2 separate regions of the Danio rerio genome follow, and region 1 is linked to region 2. Evidence: chromatin contacts called from public Micro-C data. All regions are on one chromosome and are shown on one strand. The core of a region is the stretch at or near the end of the contact, and the rest is flanking DNA. Distances in the headings are between cores, read along the strand shown.

Region 1 (6,565 bases), core at 1,558-4,057, 110 kb before region 2:
AAATACTCTTTTGTTGACAGCTGTAAACCCTTCTAATACAACGTATAAAGATGTTTGCCTCGCTGTAAATGATGCAGCGCATTAAATATTTATAGAATAGAGAATATGCATATTAATTTTGTTTCAATACAGCAGTTATACCACACCACGTTACAAGACACTGCTATTTATTTATAGTTACCGGCCAACTGGTAAGTGATGCAGTTTCATAAACGAATTGACGCTGATTTCTAACTCACATTTGCCTCTTGACAAGCATCTTTTTTCAGTCCTGCCACATTACATATTTTAATTTAACTTTAGAGTCTTTGACTACTATGGATTTATTGTTTGATATAATGTATTGTACTTATTATGTTGCTATATTGCAAACATTACTTTTTTTGCAGATGGGATAATTACAACAGTGTAATTACAGATGTAAATACAGAAATTAATTATCTGTGTTACTGTATTTCATGTCTTTATAACAAATACAATGTGCTCAAATTCAAAACAAACACTAATACATATGTTCATTTTAGAACAAAACACTTGCTTTTCTATAAAACAATCTTTCGGTGCATCTTTAAAATTTTAAATATTTATCACTGAATTAACGGCAAGGGGCTATGTCCACTGATTTTAAGCTTCTTAAAAGCCAGCAAACAATCAGCAGACAAACATTCCTCCTGAGGTCATTTTCATGATTATGTACCGTGACCTGATTGTCTATCTCGTGTGCCTCGTAATTACAATGCCTTTCAGACACAAGCAATGAGCAATACTATGAACGCATTTAGCCTCTGACATTAGGACAACAGGTCAAGACATTGTGTCTTGCTTTTGTATTGATTTGATCAATTTTATATCTTTATCAATATGAATTATTTATAATAACTCACCTAACACATTTTTTCTGAAGGTCAAAATGACATCTTGTAATGTAGCGTTTAAGGAAAGCCTAAGGCACTTTGCTGATAACTAAATGGCGGGCTACAGAGCCATTAACAGAGGCATGTGTAATCTTACAAGCACAAGTACTACACTCTCTGCATGTGGATGATTAGGTTGTTCCCTCACTGTGCATGTCCAAGTCAGCAGCTCTTGCAGAAAGAACACACAGCACAACAAAAAAAAAAAAGGATTTACAGTGAAACGATTGTGGCACAAAGGTAATGCATTTAAAGCACTGTTTGTTAATTAAATTTATTTTTTCCTGCTATAGTTTGTACTAAACTATTAAAGCTGGTTTGAATTAAGCCTTTATGAAGGTGCTGAGAATAACATCAAATCAGTTTTGCTTCAAACTATTCAGAATAAGAACTTTAGCTTACATTTGTTTGTTTGTTTGTTTGTTTGTTTAGAGAGAAGTCAAAACTGGGCATTTTATGACCCTAATGCTAATTAAATCAAATCCAATAATACTACAAATAAATTAAAATGAACTAAAAATTTTAATTGAATAACACTGCTGTAGTTTAATGGCCTTGCAGATGAGTCACAATGATGTACCACACAATATCTAGACCTCTCACTTGTTTGTAACAGAACCGCGTGACCCCACAAATAGCATTAAATCACAATTGAAAAGCTATTATAATATAATTGATGGGATCAATTTACACTTGTCTCAGTTTATTCACTAACATATAGTGTGACTCCAATAAATCTGAGACGGTTCACCAATGTGACACTTATTGCTGTTATGTCAACTAAACAAAACTTCTTAACAGACCAGCACCATCTCCATATCAGACAGAAAAATGTCCGAAATTACTTTAAAGTTAGTTTTAATAGATAAAAGACAAAGATATACGATAGATTGATAAAGTGATCGGACGTGCTTTAGTTACGGAGGCAATGCCCTACATTTCAACCCTGCAAACAGTGCGTGTTTAATGTGTATTAAAATGTAAAACATTTACTCATCACAAATTGCATCCTCTGACGTCTACGAAAATTGCGCTACCACTTCTAGTTGTCAGAACTAGTTTTGGTGCTTTAAACAACTGTGCTGTCCAAAAATCAAAGTTAGAATGAATTACATATATACAACGTGCTACTTTAACCAGACTGTCAACATGTTCAAAAGCAACACAATGAAACATTAGAATCAACAAAAATTCAATCGCATAAGTTCTGAAGGTAAACTAGCTCTATTCTCAAGTTGTGAACTTCTGCAGGTGACCCTTTCAGCCAATGAATCCTGAATATCCCTGAGTGAAAGCTTAACGGTTTCCAAAGTTAAGTATACACAAAATTTCTTTACTTTAGCGCCATTATAAGCTATCGGTCTTTTTTCAATAGCTCCTCCAAAGACATTTAACAACGCCCGGGAAACAATGATGAGAGACTCGGCGCAACATTTGCCAAGTGTCAAAGTGAACTGAACCACGCACGAGCTCTTCTACAGAGAATTACGAGCACGATAAACAGTGTTGTCCTTCAGTCTGAAGGCACGACTCGGGACAAAACACTTCGAGCTTGTTGCCGACCATTGAGACACGCACATGACAAACATGTTTAAGCTTCCCAAACGAATTGTAACGCGTTTAATTTGCGCTCATCCAATCTCACTCCACGACTCCCTCCTCTCTTCTCTCTCCCTCTCTCTGAGTCCGCTGCTGTGTAACATTGTTACTATTTTTGCGACTCACCTTTTTTCTCCGTGGTCCCCCTCGCTGTATATAGATACTGTGTATCAGTGACTCCCGTGGATACACTGTGACATAAATGTATTTTCAGTCACATTGACACACGGCTTCTATTTTCGGGAGCTGAGCTGACAAACTCAGAAGAAGCAGCAGTCGCTCTTGTCACAACATAAGCTCCTCCTCTAAATGACGATAACTAGACGGAGTCAACCTCATACGGCAAGCCGTTTTAACATATGTTATATAGGCCACTGTTACTTGTGTGTTACAATTAATAAGATCTGAAATTACCAGTTTTTTTTTTAAGTTTTACTTGTAACTGCTCTGTTGTCACAAATAAGCCTCCTAGTGGTTTTAAAATATCCCTACTGACAGTCTGTGTAAAATTAAGATTTACAATGTTTGTTTGCCGGTGCACATTGTAAGTCATTTTGCTGGTTTATAGCCTACTTCTGCGTTGGGTGATCGGCGTGACCCATGGTGCCTGCCCTGCACGTAGCTGTGCATTTATACTTCATTGTGCTGTTTGTGTTGCTCTACAATAACATCTGCGAAAAGTTAACTGGCAGTAAGTTTTTATGTTCCTCTGTGTTGAGTTTTTTCAGGAGTATTTTGTTTTTTTCTGAACGAAGAAGCTAAAACTTGCTCATTTAGAGGCTCAAACTAGCGTGCAACAACTTTAATCATAAGGTGAACACAAAACAAACATTTCCATCTGGAGCACCTTCACGGGACTTCACACTTGTAAACAGCTCTATCGGTCTTGCGGCTCTCAGCACTGCCCACGCTCATCATTGCTACCAAAACGACCAATCACAGAGCTTGTGCTAAGAGTCATTGCAACGTGTAGTTACATTTTTTGAGAGGTGTGCTTCAGCGTCGGCCACAGCGAGGGTTATGTGACTTTGTGAAGGCTGCACCGGACCATACGCAGATTGAAGTAGAAGTATAAATTAGCCTTTAAGGTGAACAATGAATCAGTGCAAGTTAAATCATTAAACAAAAATTGTTTGATAATCTTCAGTGAAAGTCTGACCATCTGATTCCAAGTTTGGAGTGGCAGTCCTTTTCAATTTAATGGCCACACCCCTCTTACCATTAGTTTGCTACAAGCCACACCTCCTACTCAACATTTAGTTTCAGGTGGAAGTATCAAGTATTGTTTCAGTATCAACATTCTGAAATAAAGGTCTCAGTAACTTACAGTTTACTTTAATTACTAGTGCATTCAAATGACTAGAATGTATTTCAGCTCTATTGTTGCATTATGAATAGGGCCAGACGGAATTTGCGGACATTTTTTGCTATTTCTGCGGAGAATTTTGGTAAAAATAAGCGGATTTCTGAAGAATTATTTTGGGAGTATCATTTACTCTAGTAAATAAACAAAATTAACGATGGGCTAAAAAATCTGCAGAAAAATCCTAATTATGGGCCTAATTATGACATACTAGAACCTATTTTTGAAATACTCTCACATTATAAATAAATCACTTTTCTTTTCTTTAGTCTTAGTCCCTTTTAGACCAAGTTTACAGAGCATGATTTTCATATTGCTCGGATTGCTTTTGTTTTCATACTGCATGACTATCCAGGGTAGCATTCAGGTGCTGCTGTGTTCATACTGATGGTTCTGTGACAAGAGAATACTGCATGGTGACAAATAATCGCAGACAACTCTGGCTAACAAATGTACATGTGAAGTGATAAAATCCCTCAAGATCATGTACAAGATTGTAAATGGTACCCTGCAAAAAAAATAAAAAATTTAAATAGGCAAATAGACCATTCAAATCTATGTAAATACCGATTTACAATAACATTTTAAGCAAAAAACAAAAAAGAAAAGAGTTGAAGGTCAATAAATAATTTAGCAAAGTAATGCTTCTGCGACTGATCAAGCAAATGTTTCTTTTTTTGTTCGTGTACCCGAACTCTCCGCTGTCCTGTATACTGTTCACTCATTGGCTGATGGTCATCGCTCATGTGTTTTTCAGTCAGAAAACATTTACACAGCTTGATTTTGAATCACCAACAGGTCCTGATATGTTTAGCATGGCAAATATTTCACAGGCATCTGCGATTCTCTCTGATAGCAAAATTCAGAGTTAAAACCATGCAGCGTGAACTGGGAATTTATCAGGAAGAACATGCAAACTCCAGACAGAAAAACCTCCTGGTCCAGCCACGACTTGGACGATAAAGTCTAAAAAGGATACATGGCTGGGTTTAGGATTTGGGTGGAGGTAGACATTAATAAAATACAATTATTGGGAAATTCAATAAATAATATAAATAATTTTGTTTAACTTCTGGTCGCAACCATATCTAATCTAGTTACAACTGACTTGTACTCGGTACCTTCTTGCCGTTAGGCAACAATACTAGCTACTGAAACACCATGTCAGCCAATAATCGAATGCTTGCATGCTACAGTGACAATTTTTTACTACGTAAATCACAGATTTTGCAAAGAGATTCAAAAAATACTATAATTTATGACTCTTGCATGAAATAATCCAAATATATGTATTTGAGTTATAACTTGTGGTGAGAGATGGCACACAGACCCTTGAAGGCCAGAAGAGGTGCTGAAAGTTGTTGCAATGCACATGCATTGAAGGCCTGTTTAAAAAGTATACTTTAAATGGCTGTGTTTGACTGTGAGCAATGTCTACTTAAAACTTCAGTTTTAGTTCAGTATACATCGCAAGAGATGCAAATTAAGAGACCATACACAAGAGGAATAATACAGTTTTTGAACTCAGTTTACAAGGTGTCAACACTGAATCAGCCATTGTTTCAGTCTAAAACAAAACATAAGAACAAGTACAAACTCCTAAGAATGTAAAAATAGTAGACACAACTTTGAGCACTTGTATGAGGTGATTACAATCTATTTTAATCAGATACAAACATATTTTTGTAGCTCAAAACATGTAGAGGGAAGAATGAATCAAAGAAATGAAGTGAATGTATAATTTAACTGAACTGTATGTGTACATTAAAAATTATACTTTGGACAAATAATTATCAGAACTCGTTAGTTAGTGTCTGATAAATAATTACTACTCTCTCTCTCTCTCTCTAACGTGTATATATATATATGTATGTATATAACTGCTACTACTGAGTCTTGAAGGTCTATCTTTTGGGTTTACACATATACAGATATAAGCACTAGCCTAATACAATACAAGTCAGACGTGAACCTGTAAAAAACACCTATTTGAATACACAGGCTACTTGTCCAGACATATCTAAACCACAGATCTATTTCCACAGAGTTTAATGGAAAAACTATATCAGTTTGTTTTGGGATTGTGGTCACCAGCAAAGAACAACTATTGTTGAGACTATCACTAATGCATTACTTTGTTAAAACTTAAAGTCATAAAACGGAAACTAGTTAGATTTAAGGGGGAAATGTGAAAGGGGCTTGCCATACAACGCCGCCTCCTCATCCTCCACCTCCTACTCTACTCGTGTCTCATCTACAGTTTAAAAACAAATATGATAAACTCGAGAACTGCGACTTAACCGTGATGAAAACTGCACGGAGGAAATCTAGCAGACACCGTCTTTTGTCATAAGTAAAAGCGGCTAAATTAAGCGAGTGCGAAACTTCAGGAGAGAGCGAGAGGAAACGGCTCACTAACCGCCACACCATGACATCACCGTGTTTAACAGTTTTAAAAAGCGAACAAACAACTCGAATAGTCACTTAAACATGCATGTCAGAGCAACGAGGAAGTGTAAAAGTTAATAAAAGCGTCACTGCCGAGTAAAATCCTCAAGTGCAGCGATTAGTCTCTGTTTGCTAAAAGCCCGTTACGTGCGGAGCAATTGTAATATTTATTATGGTCGTAAGACTGGCACTACCTTAGATACGATTGACGTAAGTTCTATAAAACAACAGTAACAATAGG
Region 2 (6,780 bases), core at 3,471-5,970:
GAAACACAAAGCTGTCGAGATTTAAGAAGATTTTTCCCGTCAGAATCTGCATTCTTTAGTTGATTCTCTAATAAAAGTCTAATTTAAGGTTTTAACATTCTACAAATTTTAATTTTGGAATTTGGAATCATACAAGATGTGACGTCCAGGATTTACTATGGCTGTGTTTGAAAGCTTATGCAATTGACTTGTTGCCTTGCTGCCTTATCAGGCAGTAGTTATGTTTCCATCCACTAATTTTGAAAATGCGCATAAGAACTTAAGAGCATAACTGAGTAGAAAAAACATTTTATTCGATAAGAAAAGATGCGCATAAACTACAATAGAAACACTTTTACCGCATAAATTTCAGTATGCGCATTAAAAAGGTCATGTGATTCTGTTAGAAGAGATTATGTGATTATGAAAATGTGTGTAAATGGAAAAAATTCAGGCTGAGCACACAGTAAAACATCTGAAATGTTGTCTTGGTCATTCTAAAATGCCTTACCATTTAAGTATTAGTGTTATAATATTATTAATGACATCCAGAATCAAGAGTGTCTGTGCTTTGTGTCTCATACCTTCAAACGCCACCACGTGTTTATTGTGTGTCAGGATTGCCTTCTGAGGTATGTCACTTATAAGATGAAGAAAATATTGACACAACTTCTCCTACTGCAGCAAATGCAGTTTTTACTGTTAATGTTTGGCGCCAGTTAATCAGGAGGTGAAGATTTTGTTCACTTTGACTCGTTGAATAAAATTGCTGCTTTATTCGCACGTCTTTTATGCAATAATCCAGTTTTGCGCATGAAGTTCATTTGCATTTTTGGATGGAAACAGCTAGTGTCTAGCTGTTACTGTGTAGAGATTAGATCGAGCTCAAAAAATTAAACCTGACCCTATCCAAGCTTTTGCACCTTTTGTCTGAGCCTGACCCGGTCCATTAACTGTAAGAATGAGCCCGAGCCTGCTTTAAACCCGACTATTTTTTTTTTTATACATTGGCTGTTATAACAGAATCAAGAACAATTCTGCGTTGTTTGAACTACAGAAATTCATTCATTCTTGTTGGCTTAGTCCCTTTATTAATCTGGGGTTGCCACAGCGGAATGAATGGCCAACTTATCCATCAGGTTTTTACGCAGCGGATGCCCTTCCAGCCGCAACCCATCATTGGGAAACATCCACAAACACTCATTCACACACTCATACACTACAGACAATTTAGCCTACCCAATTGTACCGGACTTTGGGGAAAACCCACGAGAATGCAGGGAGAACATGCAAACTCCGCACAGAAACGCCAACTGAGCCAATGATCAAACCAGCGATCCAGCGACCTTCTTGCTGTGCGCCACAGCTTTGCCCAACTACAGAAATTAGTTTAGATTTATCCTCTAAACTAATATCCTCTAAACTAACTATCCTCCACTCTCAGGGGTATGCTCGAAGAATTGACAAAGAGGACATTGAAGGCTAACTGTCATCCTTTCTGACTATCATACCTGTCAACCCTCCTGTTTTTGCCGCGATTCTCTTATTGTTTATCATATCTGTTATCATCCCATTAAAGCATGTTCCTGTATCTAATGAAAAGTGAAAGTAGAAACGAGTCGATCTTAAATGTTATATTATAATTGCAAGAGCTGTTCAAGAGAATAATGTTTTTGCTTTTTTTTTGGCTTGAAACCATGTTGAAATGAATATGAAATGAATATAAAAATGGCTGCATTCCTGTGCAACCTCTGAGTAAGTCAATTCATGCAATGCCTGCGGGCCTTGGTACAGATGAATATAATAAATAAAATTGTATTATATATGTAAAGATAGATAGGTAACTAGATAGAACAGAGATAGATTGATCAGTGCAGCAGCCACCAATCAGCTGCATGCTGCAGGTGCAGATGGTGTGAAAAGCAAACGCCTGTGCGCTGCGCGCTGCTTCTGCTCTCGATACGCGATGCGCACAGGTGACTGATGAATGTGCTCTGTATAAAGACACTGTTCTCAAATCAATTTCTGTATACTGTACGCGATTTGAAGATGAGCAAAAGTGAATGCTTTAAGATTTTGGTGTGTTTTTCAACAGACAAATACACTTAATAATATGTAAACATTGCCGTCTTGGCGTCTTTTATTTTAAACACAAATAATTTTGTCTTAAATGAGCACAAACAGTACAAAGTAATTGAATACTTTTATTTTAGATATGTGTATAGCACTCCACACAATTAGGCTAATTAAATAATGACAAAAAAAAGCATATAATGGCAGGAAATATTGGCCCGACTGGGAAAGTCTGGAATCAGGCTCGGGCAGAGAATCTAAACTCTACATGAAAGCCCCTCATAAAACCAACACAGGCTAATTGTGGATATGTACCCCTGTCTACATTTCTGGAGACTGCATGTACCCAGAGGTACAGCTGGCTCCATTTTATCTGTAAAACAAACACTATGGGGCAGTATGATGCCTGTTCTGTTCCTTCCTTTTCTTGCTAACACTGATTTTGTACTTCTTTATGGACGGCTTTTCCAGCCTTACCAGTTTGCTCAGTAGCTCGCCGCAAACGGTGATAGACTATAAATACCGAGTAGAGTTGACTGTGACAACAGGGTTTGACTGGTTTCAGAAACCAAGTAAAACAAAAGCAAAAAATAAAATTAAATAAACAAACAACAGGTTGAAAACGTAGTGAAATCACGCCGCCCTAACAGCTTTTTTATTTTGATATTGAAATCACTATTGGTTGGGTTTAGGGAAAGGGGTGGCTGGGTCAGTCAGTCAGTCAGTTGACAACAAGCTAGCCTGGTTGACTGAAGTGTACATTGCGCCCCCACAGTGGACGCGCAAAAGAAATTTGAGATCATCAAAAAGTGAACACATCGGCCTCTGGTGGATTGGCAAATACAAAAACTGCAAGCAGACGTACCTCCGGTTACATATTTTGCTTTCCCCAAAAATGTTGACCTGGGTACGACTCCACAATGAATTTGGGTTCATAAAACAGTTTTCAGACACACAATTTAATCACATACATCTAAATAGATAGAGCTTTAATGATAGCTAAGGAAATATTAGCTTATCACAATAGTAGCTTCAGACAAAAAATGCTATCAAAAGTGGAAAATGTTGGTTAAAAACACAACTTTAAACACAAAATGATACATGAGCAGCTCTTTAAGATGCTTTTTTTATTAGCTCAACTGTCAGAAATGGAGCGCACAGGATTGTGGGATATCGAAGGCAGCAAAGGACACATCTATGCTGCGTTCAAACATTTGATCAAAAGAAGGTACCTCCTGAGACAGGAAATGAACCAAAATTTGTTTTTGGATGTGCCTTGATTCTGTAATGCCTGCCTGCCTTTGATTGCTGCCTCAGATGGCAGCATTTTAAAGCTTTTAGACGCAACCTATGTGTTTAAGTAAAATATATTATGTTATTATATGTTATGAGTACAATATACACACACACACACACACACACACACACACACGCACACACACACACACACACACACACACATACACATATATATATATATATATATATGTGTGTGTGTGTGTGTGTGTGTGTGTGTGTGTGTGTGTGTGTGTGTGTGTATACATATATATATATATATATATATATATATATATATATATATATATATATATATATATATATTATTCTGAAAATGTCTTATCAAGTTTTTTTTTTTCAAATTTCAAATAAAATATTCTAATTTAAAGCATTTTAAAAAAAATTACAATTAATTGAAAATCAAGGTCGCCATATTGCAGGTTTGATCAAAACTGTTCACTTAGAGCAGAGATGCTTAAACTAGGGCCCGGGGGGCAAAGTTGGCTCCTAATAACCTTTGATTTGGCCCACCATTCCATCTGAAAAGAGGAAGAATTTTAGGAAGGGCTGGAGTTCATGCCTTTAATACGCATTGTCATTTCTAATTTAACATAACCTTTCACTGGTTTATTTTATTGTTAGGCTACAAAAAAAAAGTAAATGTTTCAATCAAATGTTGTAAATGAATCAAATTTTTTTTAATGAACAAACTGTTCGAGCTCAATTCAGAAGTCCCCAGTAAGCAAATAAAGACAAAGGCAGCTTGACTAGTGTATATGGTATTAAATTCCATTGTGTTATAAATGATGGACACTTTTTACTTTTAAATTAATTTTATTATTATTATTATTATTATGATTATTATTATTATTATTATTATGATTATTATTTAGTCATTTTGAAGAAATGTCATCAATAGTTTACAGAACAATAGAAAATTACACTTTACACATAACCCATTAAAAGAAAGTGTAAATCTATATATATATATTTTTTTTGTGACAATTTTTTTGCTTCCTCCATTGGCAGATTAATTTGCTTCTTTTGAGGAAAAACACTTCATTTTGGCATGTTATTTCTTAAAACAAGACAATGTATTTTTTTTTTTTTTGCCTGTCTAGAAAATGCTTCTTGATTTAAGATTTTTTTTAGATATTTAGCCTAGAAACAAGAAAAAAATGCAGTGACATTTGAATCCTAGAAATTTTAGGATTTTCAGACCCTTAAAATCACTTTGTTGATGTAGTCTCAGACAGTGAGCTAGTACTGTATCATATTTTCACAGTAATGTAGTTTAACAGTGCCAGATGTGCAATAGTGTCCAGTGTTGTGCTTCTGCTGAGCACTGCCATCTTCTGGAACGCCTGCTCACAAACTCCCTCCTCCCTCGATACCCTCTCTCGATCTCTCTCTCTCTTTCTCTCTCCCTCTCCTCTTGGACGGTAGCCTGACATACCAGACCCTGTTCGTTAGCGCATATTTTTACCCGCCGTTACTAAATTAGGAAGCCAGTGAGCGAGAACCATGGGTGGCTGCCAAGAGCAGAATAAGGAGGGTCTGCTGAGGGCCTTGCCAGCGCAGCCACTAGCATCAAGAGCCACTTAGAGCTCTCCGAAACAAGAGCCCTGCAGGAACCGAGGCCAAGCAGAGCCTCAAGATATCCTGGCCAAAAGACCAACCAGAACAAACAAACAAATATCCTGCTTTTTTAATGAACACCTTGTCACAGGACTGTCATCACAACCAAACAAACAGCTAGAATTTGTGCTAGACTGAGTTTAAATAGCTTGATAGGAGGGTTTAAATGCATTTAGGAAAACTAATTTAGCTCTTTTATTTCTAAAAATGCTCGCTTGAATGATTTTACAAACATTTATAATGGGTAAAATTTGGTCTGTACAGGTTTTTCATTTTAGAATGACCTAATTAAATGCATCAGTTTTGTCTTTTATGTCAAATAATCCATTTTAACAACTCAATTAAATCAATCAAAACCACAACAAAACTATTTAAAATATAATATACATAATTTGCACAATCAAAACAAAAGTAGCAGGAATTGATTGGAGGGTAAAGCTGTAATGTAATGTTGTAAACATAATTATAGTTGATTATTGCTCTTCTGGTAATTATTAATGTCAATTAACAGAATATTTGTATGTTCAGAGAAACTACACATTAACTTCTGGCTCAAAAAAAAAAAAAAGTTTAGTACACATCAAATAATAAATAAACCATGGAGACCAATACAGTGTGTTTCATTTTTTCCTAAAAGCATTATTTTCACAATGATTTGTTTGATAATTGTTTATTTGACAACCAAAAAATTCTGGACTACATTTTAATAGTCAATTTTATTTTTAGTATTCCTGAAACAAACATTTTAACATTTTACAGTTGCAATTACATTTATAAAACTGCAGCTTGAAAAAGTAAATAAGATGTTTGTTTTTAATCTGAATATTTCCTGCTAAAATGAAAACAAGGAAGAAACATTGTGTAATTAATGCTTTAAGCTTTCTATTTTTCGATTATTATTATTATTATTATTAGTGGTAGTAGTAGTAGTAGTAGTAGTAGTAGTAGTAGTAGTAGTATTACTACTACTGTACTACTACTACTACCAGTGTTGGGGAAAGTTACATTTAAAAAAAAGTTATGCATTACATTATTGAGTTACTCCCCAAAAGAGTAACTAGTTTTGTTAATTTTATGGTAAGTGTTGCATTACGTTAAATTACTTTTGAGTTAATTTTGCATGACATTTTATTACCTGACTGAGGCTGATCTGATCTTTCTGATCTGAGCAGTGGAACAAAAATAAAATTGTTACTTTCGTCCCCATAGGAACTCTGCCATTTAAACCTAACTTACTTTTAAATTCAGACATTGCAAACTTAAGGATGTGTTATTGCACTAAATAACCTGTAGGTTGATCATTAGTGTGACATGAAAAGAGAAACACACCTTGTAATAAGTAAGAACCGCTACAATAATTTAGCATTTACACTTAAAAATGAACATGTCCTGAAATCACGTGATATTTGACAGCTCCATCAAGGGTTGCATGCTGAATGTCCTGTCATAGCCTGGAAAGCAAATGTTGTCAGGGCTTCGAAAAAATCAATTTGTTACTTTTGTTCCACGTTACTTTTGTCCCCGCTCTCCCCTACTACTGCAACTAATACTTTGAGAAATAAATTCCACTCTACAGTGCAATTTCATTTAAACCATATTGTATTTAATATACACCATTACTCCTGTCTAAGTAGTGAAATAAATCTCTTCTGCTGCATATTGAACAAAATTCTCAAGTGTGTAAAATTCATAAAGCGTATACACTCTTCAAAAACACAGCATGTAATCATACAATCCATTATATATTTCGTTTAATTGTCCACCCTCCTTGTCTTTGAAATTGTACAGCATTTTTTGGCATTCATTGAAAGC

The links. A called contact is a pair of places that touch in the nucleus more often than the background predicts.
Region 1: a contact with region 2 is called in a Micro-C map of caudal fin, with 2.9 times the contacts expected there. The contact joins the promoter of mef2aa here to the enhancer-like site in region 2. A contact is called at or near these places in 3 of 18 Hi-C or Micro-C datasets (caudal fin, hematopoietic stem cells and an unstated tissue).

Annotation. Positions count from the first base shown.
Region 1 is chr18:24,582,227-24,588,791 of GRCz12tu, reverse strand. mef2aa (myocyte enhancer factor 2aa) reads right to left here and starts at 2,807. Exons shown (of 10, transcript NM_131301.2): 1 at 2,640-2,807.
Region 2 is chr18:24,478,256-24,485,035 of GRCz12tu, reverse strand. No RefSeq gene overlaps it. Among named protein-coding and RNA genes, the nearest start is that of cbfb, 95 kb to the right of the region's middle. Within about 2 kb of position 4,720, at least 13 of the 62 cell types and tissues checked have an H3K27ac peak or open chromatin away from gene starts, as enhancers often do. A contact at or near this core is called in caudal fin, where this site is marked.